2 separate regions of the Triticum aestivum genome follow, and region 2 is linked to region 1. The links are chromatin contacts, called in public Hi-C maps. All regions are on one chromosome and are shown on one strand. Each heading gives the region's core, a stretch centred on a gene start, on an enhancer-like site or on the middle of the called end of the contact. The rest is flanking DNA. Distances are from core to core; before and after follow the strand shown. Region 1 holds the start of LOC780660 (serine/arginine-rich splicing factor SR30). Region 2 holds the start of LOC123181781 (phytochrome A-associated F-box protein-like).

Region 1 (4,358 bases), core at 730-3,229:
TTAATAGAACGTTCAGCAAAACTGATACTCCCTCTGTAAAGAAATATAAGAACGTTTAGATAGCTAAATTAGTGATCGAAACGCTCTTATATTTCTTTACGGAGGGAATGCATTCTATTGGTTAGATTCTGTATGAAAGCATGCTGTTTTGCACAATGTGCCAATGAGGGTTTCAGGGTATCCTCTTAAAAGGAGGTATAACCATGTAACTATACTACCAGTTTTTGAGTCTTATAGGACAACATGATTTTGTTGTAACAGTTTTAGGACACATTATAAGGGGTTATGCTTTAAGTGGCTTCTAGGGATGGGATGGAATCATCTTGTTTTAGTATTCTATAAGCCAGAGAGCAAAATCAACATGTCCTAAAGCTCAAAAGACTTATTTTTTCAAGATTGTCTTATAGCACTTTTGACGTAACTCGAGAGAAAAAATTGACCTACTATATGCTAATCTGATTTTCTAAAAAATCTTATCAAAGTATATTTTAACATAACTCATCTCAAATTTGTCACCCAGACAACCTTACAGAAAAATAATTTATACTACGAAATACGAATACATAGTAGTGAGCAAGAATAAATATTCTAACAAAACAATGACCAAAGCACATTACCTCGACAAAAGCATAAACAGGAGGCCTTGGAGGAATTTTCAGATCGATATCGACAATAGGACCGTACTGCAGAAGCAAAGTAATAGAAGATTAAATTGACATGCAGGAATGCTTCCTTAAACAGATTTTTTTTATCATATTGTGACACCTAATTGGCTTGCTTTCTGCAAATCCTCTTGCAATACCCACATAGGATGACAAACTCAAGAGATGCCATTTAGGTTAAGGTGAAATATAACTTGTTATTTTTGGTGGAGAATAGAACTGAAAATTTGACATCGTGGAATTCACACTGAACACCAGTTTTTTTTTATTACGTCACAATGACGCAGTGAGAGACTGAGAGTACATATCGACTGACGTTACAATATCAAACTATCTTGTCCAGTGTGCACACAACCGCAAACACTCTCAATAGTCCATGTTACAAGAAAAATGAAAATATGTACATATGTCTTCCAGTTTAACAACACTTAACCTAATACGTCGTTTCATACATAAAAAGAAGTTGCGAATTTATAACCTCCATGTGTAACTGCTAATGCAAAGCATACAGTTTAAGCTGCTATCAGAACATAATACCGACCACCTTGCCGCTGAACTGAACTGAACTGGCGATTTCTTAACAGAACAGAAGCACAAGGCAAAGGTACAGGTGAACAAACCCAAACTATTTAGAACCTAACCTTGTAGAAGAGATCCTCAATCTCTCTCTCGCGGATGTCCTCGGGGAGGTTGCCCACGTAGATGGTGCGGCCGTTACGTCGGCTCATCGTTCCTGCAAGAAAGGGAAAAAAATCAGATCAGCAACTAGCTGCTAGCTCGCACAAACCTAAGCAAAATCTCGGCGGGAATCAAATAGCAGAAGTGGCGACCCAAGTTCGGGAATCAATCAAGAGAAAATTCCGACCCATTTCGTAAAGGAAAAAAAAAACCCGACCCAGTTGCTCGAGGGAAAAAAGAGACTAACTAAACAAGAGACCGAACAAGCACTGCATCTCACCTCGCCGAAACCACTAAGATCACGACTGCGGCGAACACGATAGCTCTACCGCTGAACCCGAAAAAAAACAGGACGCCGTTACCGCGCGGAGAGAGGAAAGAAATGAGCACGCAAGAGCAGCAGCGATCAGGAGGGAGGAGCGGGAGCTCGTACGCTGGGATTAGAGCGGGAGAAGTAGGGTTCGACTGACCTGCGCGCAGCGAGTGCGGGCGACTCCGCCGCCGCGGCGAGGGGGGAGACGACGGGGACGAAACGGAAACGGAAACGGAAGCGGGGGGAGGGATCGAGAAGCTTCGGAGGGGAGCGGCGGCCGATATGAAAGGTGGGGCGAGGCAGTGAGGGGGGTCGCGTGCTTTACGATCCGTGCAGCATAGACCAGCCGTGGATCTAACTTCTGGGCTTTGGGCCCCAGCCCCAGCCACCGCCAACCAGCCCCAGTCAGACAGAAGCCTTCCGCTCGGTGGTTGGGATCGTGAGAGGGGGTAAAACCCGAGGGGCTCCGCGGAAAAGTGCCTCCTCCGCCCATCCTCTTCTTCCTCTCTTGGTCTCCCCCGTCGGACGGTGGTGGCGCGGGTCTCCTCGCCGCGCCGGATTCTCTCTCCGGTAAGAACTTCCGGTCGATCGCTCTCAGATTAATCCAGAATCCCAACTCTGTTAGTTCCGCCTCGATCCTGTCGCCGCGAACACGGGTACTCGGGGCAACTTGGACTCTTGTGCTCCTCCTGATTGCGATGCTGTGCGGCCTAGGGTCTGCGAGAATCGCGGCGGTAGGTAGGGTCGAGTGATTCGTGTACACGTGGTTCTTGTTTAGTCAGGATCTTGCTTTTTCTAGTCGGCGGCTAATTTGGATCGATCAGGCATAGGATTCTGTGTAGTTCAATAGTATCTGCCGGTTCCTCTAGCCCAAATTCTGGAACAGACAGAATTTAAGTGGTCTTGCTTAGGAGCTTTGGGCAGCAGAGCGGCCATGTATGGCAGGTCTGGACCTTCTCGGCCGGATTGCTTGCTGATTACTTGAGTTGTTGAATGCCTAGAAGTTCTTAGGTTGAGCCTATTTTCGACGGAAGGCTCGAGCGGAGCCTGGCTTTAGATTAATAAAGCCACACCGGCCACGCATAACAGCCCTACACACTCACGCCACACGCTGTCGCCGAGGTTCTCAGTTTACGATTACTACAGGCCCAAAGCAGAACAGAAACAAACAACAAATCAAGGGGGCTAAAAGTAGATGGAGCTCAGGAAAACATTTCCCTAACACAACCCCACGTGAACTGCGCTAAAGACCCAGAAAAAAGGATGCGGTTTGCGTCCTTGGGATCTCCATGGAGAGATTAAGGTTGAGCTATGTACTGTGTCTGTTGCTTGTTTGATTCCTTCCACCAGTTTGTGTAGGTCAGTGCTATGTTGGAATGGCGATGTTTGATCAATGGGTTTTCCCATGCTAAATTTGTTTATGACATCAAGAAAATTCGCTCAACGTATGTAGTTTGTTTGTATAATTGATGAGCGCGACAATCTGTTTAGTTTTGGTTTTATCTAACTCTGCTCATAATGATGTTGTACAGGATTTTCTGATTTTGAGAGCTCCCAGGAGTTTGCTAATTCTTAGTTGGGCTATTTGTTTACATCAACTAATTCCTGATGCTGATCTATTTCTTGAATTATATACTATTTTCATACTGTTCGTTATCTTATGAATCCATAGTTTGTTAGTCACACTAAAAACTTTCTAAATTCTTCTGATATCTAATCTACTCTTGTTTCACAGGGCATCAGTTTAGCGCCCTGCCTATATTTAATCCAGTGGGAAACGATTGACTTAAGTCATGGAGGGGAACAAAGATGAGGCCTTGAGGTCTGTCAAGCTTGCACAGACTGCGCTAGCATCTGGAGATAGACAGCGAGCAGACAAATTTATTCGAATTGCCCATAGATTGGATCCCAGCCTTCCAATTGTTGATTTGTTGACCTCAACCAAGAAGTTTGATCCCCTGAATCTGAATGGTACTGCTTGCCAGGACAAGACCAGAAGAGGCCATGAAAACCTAAAAACGCCAAAAGAATTTGTTGGTCCTTCTAATGTTGATAAAGGTTACACCGAGGAGAATGTTAGAGTTATCCGTGATATCAGGAAGAACAAAGACTACTATGCAATTCTTGGAGTGGAGAGGACTTGCTCCTTGGAGGAGATTAGGAAGGCCTACAGGAGGTTGTCACTGAAAATTCATCCTGACAAGAACAAGGCTCCTGGGGCAGAAGATGCATTCAAGATGCTCAGCAAGGCTTTCAAGTGCCTAGGCAATGATCAGTCACGGAAGACCTATGATCAGACAGGCACCCTTGAGGGGCATGAGTTTAACGACCAATATTCCAATGTCATGAGGCAGAGAACTGCTAGGCGAAGGAGGCAAACAAGAAATGGCTTCTATAGTTATGAAGAAGATTTAGATCCAGATGAGATATTCAGGTCTTTCTTCTATGGTACTCGTGATAATTCGTTCCGTGGTCGCAATGTCTACAGAACAAGAGAAGCAGGTAGGCAGGAGCAACAGAGAAGGGAGCATCCTGTACAGGGTGGGTCGTTCATAAACTTAACAGTATTGATGCACCTGTCAGTCGTATTACTTTTTGTCTTGTTTGCATTCATTCCAGTGCAGCAGCCTCAATATGCCCTGCACAAGACATACAACTTTCCCATTTCAAAAGTCACTGATAAGCATGGGGTGGAGTACTTTGTC
Region 2 (4,358 bases), core at 856-3,355, 180 kb before region 1:
TATCATCCATCCGTACGAACCAACAGGTCACCGAACATCTGCCTGCCGCTTGGATGGTGACCGAGTCGGAGAACTCGCCACTTATAAACAATCGGACGGGGGTGGATGTCGCGGCACCACGTGATGGCAAAGGGAATGAATATTAACTTAGTTGCATGGAAGCAGTGACGGCCATGGACGGGGAGCTTATTTTGTTATTGCTTCTGGTGAGGAATCCCACGCAACGCAATCCCAGAGGATCAGTGCCAATTGCCAAATGGGGGTGGAGTAACTACCAATCGTGCACACAGACAACTTCTTTTTTCGGTAATTTTGATTATCATATTGACAATCTCTGACACGCATGGATCCTCTTGATGCTCGCCCTAACTTGCAAGTTGAGGCTTAAGATAATAATCAGAAAGGGGAGGATTCAAAAGCCCAGTATGCCAACAAGGATGATCAACCCTACCCTAATTAACCTAGCAGTGTGGTGTGGAGCAAAGAGCGTAATCGGCGTTCGGTAATTGTAGAACATAAGTTGCATAGGACGCGGATTGTGAATCAGAACTCGTCAGGGTATAATATACATATGGCGCCAATGTAATTATGTAAAAAATCCATGAGCTTTCATTCTTCTTTTATGCTAAGCATCAGCCAGAGTTACTACATCAGATGAAAAGATACAAGAGAACAGATGCATCACTCGGAGCTCGCCGAGATCCACATCGCGGCCATGCACACACCGAACTTATCGTAAGAGCCTGCGAGATATGCTGTTTGGCGATCGATTCAACAATGGCAGAGCGTCTCTAGTATGCCTGTCATGTCGCCGCCGCTGCACTGGAGCAGGCGGTCAGGCGTAGAGCGGGCGCTCGGTCCAGGCGCCGGCGACGTGGCCGTTCTCGCAGACGTAGGCGCGCACCACGGGCTCGCCGTCGTCGTGGTACCCGTAGAAGCTGCGGAGGCAGAAGGCGGAGTAGAGGTCCCACGCCTCCGTGCAGCCGCAGAAGGCGCAGTCCACGGCGACGGTGGGGCGGCGCGTGTCCCGCAGCGCGCGCCGCACCTGGGAGCGCGCGAAGTCCTGGAACACGCCGCGGAACACCATGTACTTGCGCCGCTCCTCCGCGTGCACGCACCCGGGCCACTCGCAGATGTACAGCCGGTCGCCGCGGAACCGGCTGGCCAGCAGCTTGTTGCCCTGCTCGCGGCTCAGCGTCCAGGACCCCGACGCCAGGTGCGCGCCCACGGGCCCCAGCCACCGCCGCGCCCGCCGGCGGGTGCCCGACACTACGCCGCGCCGGACGGCATTGGCTGCCGGCGGCGCCTCCTTCTCCTCTGCCGTTGCCGCTGGCGCGGGCGCGGCGGCGATCTGCGTCTCGGAGCAGTCGTAGGCCGCGTCCAGGTACAGGTCATCGTAGAGGGACCATGCGGCGGCGTCCGCGGTGGCTAGTGTGTCGTCGCTGGGTCTCGGCTCGGCCTGCGCGGCGGCCTTGGGCGGCTGGAGCGAGGAGGTGGCCGTGGGCTCGAGGGATGAGGATGAGGAGGCGGGGACGGTGAGGTCGGGGCCGATGTCGAGCTCGAGGCCGAAGTCGTCGGAGGGCTCGAGGAGGACCCCGGCGCGGAGGAGGCCGGGGCAGCAGACGGACATCTTGTGGAGCGCGGCCCACGCGGCGGGCGCCCCGTCCGCGGGGAGCAGCTCGGCGGGGAGCGCCCGGGAGAGACGCGGCGGGAAGCAGGCGGCCCGGAGGAGCGCGGCGAGGCGCGGGGACGCGCAGGACGCGCGCGCCCAGTCGCGCGGGTCCCCCTCGAGGCGGCCCAGGATCTGCAGCAGCACGTCGTCCGCTAGCGCCGACAGCGGTTCCGCCTCCTCCGCCGCCGCCGCAGCCTCCTCCTTGCCGTCCCTCCGCCTCTTGGCGGCGACGACGGCGATCTCCTTGTGCTCCGCGCCGCTCATGGCTGCGGCCCGCGTCGCGCTCCTGCTTTCTTGGCGAGTGAGTGAGTGGCTGCGCTGCGGACCGTTCGGCCGTTCGGGTGCGAGCGAGGCTGGTTTAACTTTCGGGGTGGTTGTGTCCGTTTTTCTGTGGTGGTGGCCTGGGCTGGGGGCTGTGGAGACGGATGAGATGATGCTTTTCTTGTCGTTACAAAACTCTTGCCTGCAATCGCAACGTGTGGATGTAGGCTGCGCGGGTGTGCCGAACGATGAGCGGTCACTCTCGGCCCCCGTGTGTCAACCTCCGGGATTATTTTATTCGATTGAAACGAGGGGCTCAACATTCTTCCAACAGAGCCTTGTCTCTCACCCCTCCCAGTCCCAGGAACACCATGCAGGCACAACACAACTCCATCACACCCACACACTACCGACGTGTATCGAAGGGTTTCAGGTACGAGAAAAAAAATCACCTCCTTCTAGAAAAAGGACCAGGCTGAATAAGGCCATGTGCGGTGTTGGATGGTTAAAGAGAGAGAATACAATTACATCTCAAAACAAATCTTGCCACGCGGATAACATTTATCTCAAAGGGCACCCAGCGTGCGCTTCACATAAGCTACGTGGAACACACTATTTTTAATACATATTAATATAATGGCACACGCTATTACAATCACATAGGTGCATAATAGTACCTCAAACGATAATTCTGAACCTACGGGTGATCTACGTCCGTTTCACAAAAGCTTCCAAATAACACCCCCCCGCGCTAATTTCAAATGGGTGGGTCCCCTCCCTCCTCCCTAGCTTCAACACTAATCCTTCGTGTAACCAAACCAGGTAAATCCGTAATTGTTCACCTATACATCCCACATATATACAAACCTTAACATCAATATTCTTACTAAACAACAATCATTCACTAGTACCTCCCACATATTACCATCTCAATGTCGCAAACCTACTGCAAGGAATCAAACTTATCATATTCAGTGATCTACATGAAAGTTTTTATTATATCCCTCTTGAATACAAATCATATCAGGACCAATTTCATAACTTGTGCATATTGCCATTACTATTTAGGGTCCCTACTATTTATTAGACTCTCAAAAATATATAAGTGAAGCATGAGAGCCGTGCTCTAAAAGATATAAGTGAAGCGCTAGAGCAACTGCCTAGCTCAAAAGATATAAGTGAAGCACATAGAGTATTCTAACAAATCACGTATAAATGTGTGCCCCTCTCAAAAGGTGTGTGCGACAAAACAATGATTGTGGAAAACTAAAAAGCAAACAAAGCAAAGACTACCATAATACAAGACGCTCCAGACAAAACTCATATCATGTGATGAATAAAAATATAGCTCCAATTATATGCCGATGGATTGTAGACGAAAGAGAGGATGCCATCCGAGGCATAGATGCTTGGTTCTCCTTGAATATTACCCTGGGGTGCCTTGGGTATCCCCAAGCTTACGGTCTTGCTGCTCCTTGTTCCTTTATCCATTGTGATCTCACCCAAAACTTAAAAACTTCAGCACACAAAACTCAACAGAAACCTCGTGAGATCCATTACTATAACAAGAAAATCATAAACTTTAGGTACTGTTATGAACCCATTCATATTTTATTATTGCATAGTACCTATTGTATTCTAACTTCTGCATGACTTATACCGCTGATACGTCACCAATGTATCTATAATTTTTGATTGTTTCATGCTACTATATTATCCACCTTGGATGTTTTATATGCATTAATATGCTATTTTATATCATTTTTTGGGACTAACTTATTAACCTAGTGCCTAGTGCCAGTTGTTGTGTTTTCCTTGTTTTTGTCTTTTACAGAAAATCAATACCAAACGGAGTCCAAACAGATTGAAACTTTTTGAGGATTTTTCTTGGACCAGAAGACAACCACGAAGCTTTGGGAGGAGGCCAGAGGGGCCATGAGGGAGCCACAAGCTCGTAGGGCGCGCCCCGGGGGGGGGGGGGCGCCGCCCAGGCTTGTAGGCCCCTCGGGACTCCCCTAACCCTAATCTCAGCTCCATAAATACCCAAATATTCCCCGTATACCAGAGGGGCACACCAAAAGTACTTTTTCCGCCGCCGCAAGCTTCTGTTTTCATGAGATCCCATCTTGGGGCCTTTTCTGGCACTCTACCGGAGGGGGATTCGATCACAGAGGGCCTCTACACCAACCTTGCTGCCCTACCGATGATGTGTGAGTAGTTTACCACAGACCTACAGGTCCATAGCTAGTAGCTAGATGTTTTCTTCTCTCTCTTTGATCTTCAATACAATGTTCTCCTCGATCTTCTTGGAGATCTATTCGATGTAATCTTCTTTTGCGGTGCGTTTGTTGAGATCCAATGAATTGTGGATTTATGATTAGATTATCTATGAATATTATTTGAGTCTTCTCTGAACTCTTTTATG

Evidence for each region. A called contact is a pair of places that touch in the nucleus more often than the background predicts.
Region 2: a Hi-C map of leaf shows a contact between it and region 1, with 5 times the contacts expected there. The contact joins the promoter of LOC123181781 here to the promoter of LOC780660 in region 1. A contact is called at or near these places in 3 of 5 Hi-C or Micro-C datasets (all in leaf).

The regions. Positions count from the first base shown.
Region 1 is chr1D:322,704,247-322,708,604 of IWGSC CS RefSeq v2.1, reverse strand. It overlaps LOC780660 (serine/arginine-rich splicing factor SR30), which reads right to left and starts at 1,979. Exons shown (of 13, transcript XM_044594115.1): 1 at 1,811-1,979; 2 at 1,304-1,395; 3 at 618-683. The coding sequence starts at 1,390. LOC123181780 (chaperone protein dnaJ 49) reads left to right here and starts at 2,085. Exons shown (of 3, transcript XM_044594114.1): 1 at 2,085-2,223; 2 at 3,389-4,358. The coding sequence starts at 3,447.
Region 2 is chr1D:322,886,970-322,891,327 of IWGSC CS RefSeq v2.1, reverse strand. It overlaps LOC123181781 (phytochrome A-associated F-box protein-like), which reads right to left and starts at 2,105. Exons shown (of 1, transcript XM_044594116.1): 1 at 587-2,105. The coding sequence starts at 1,936. The coding sequence ends at 836.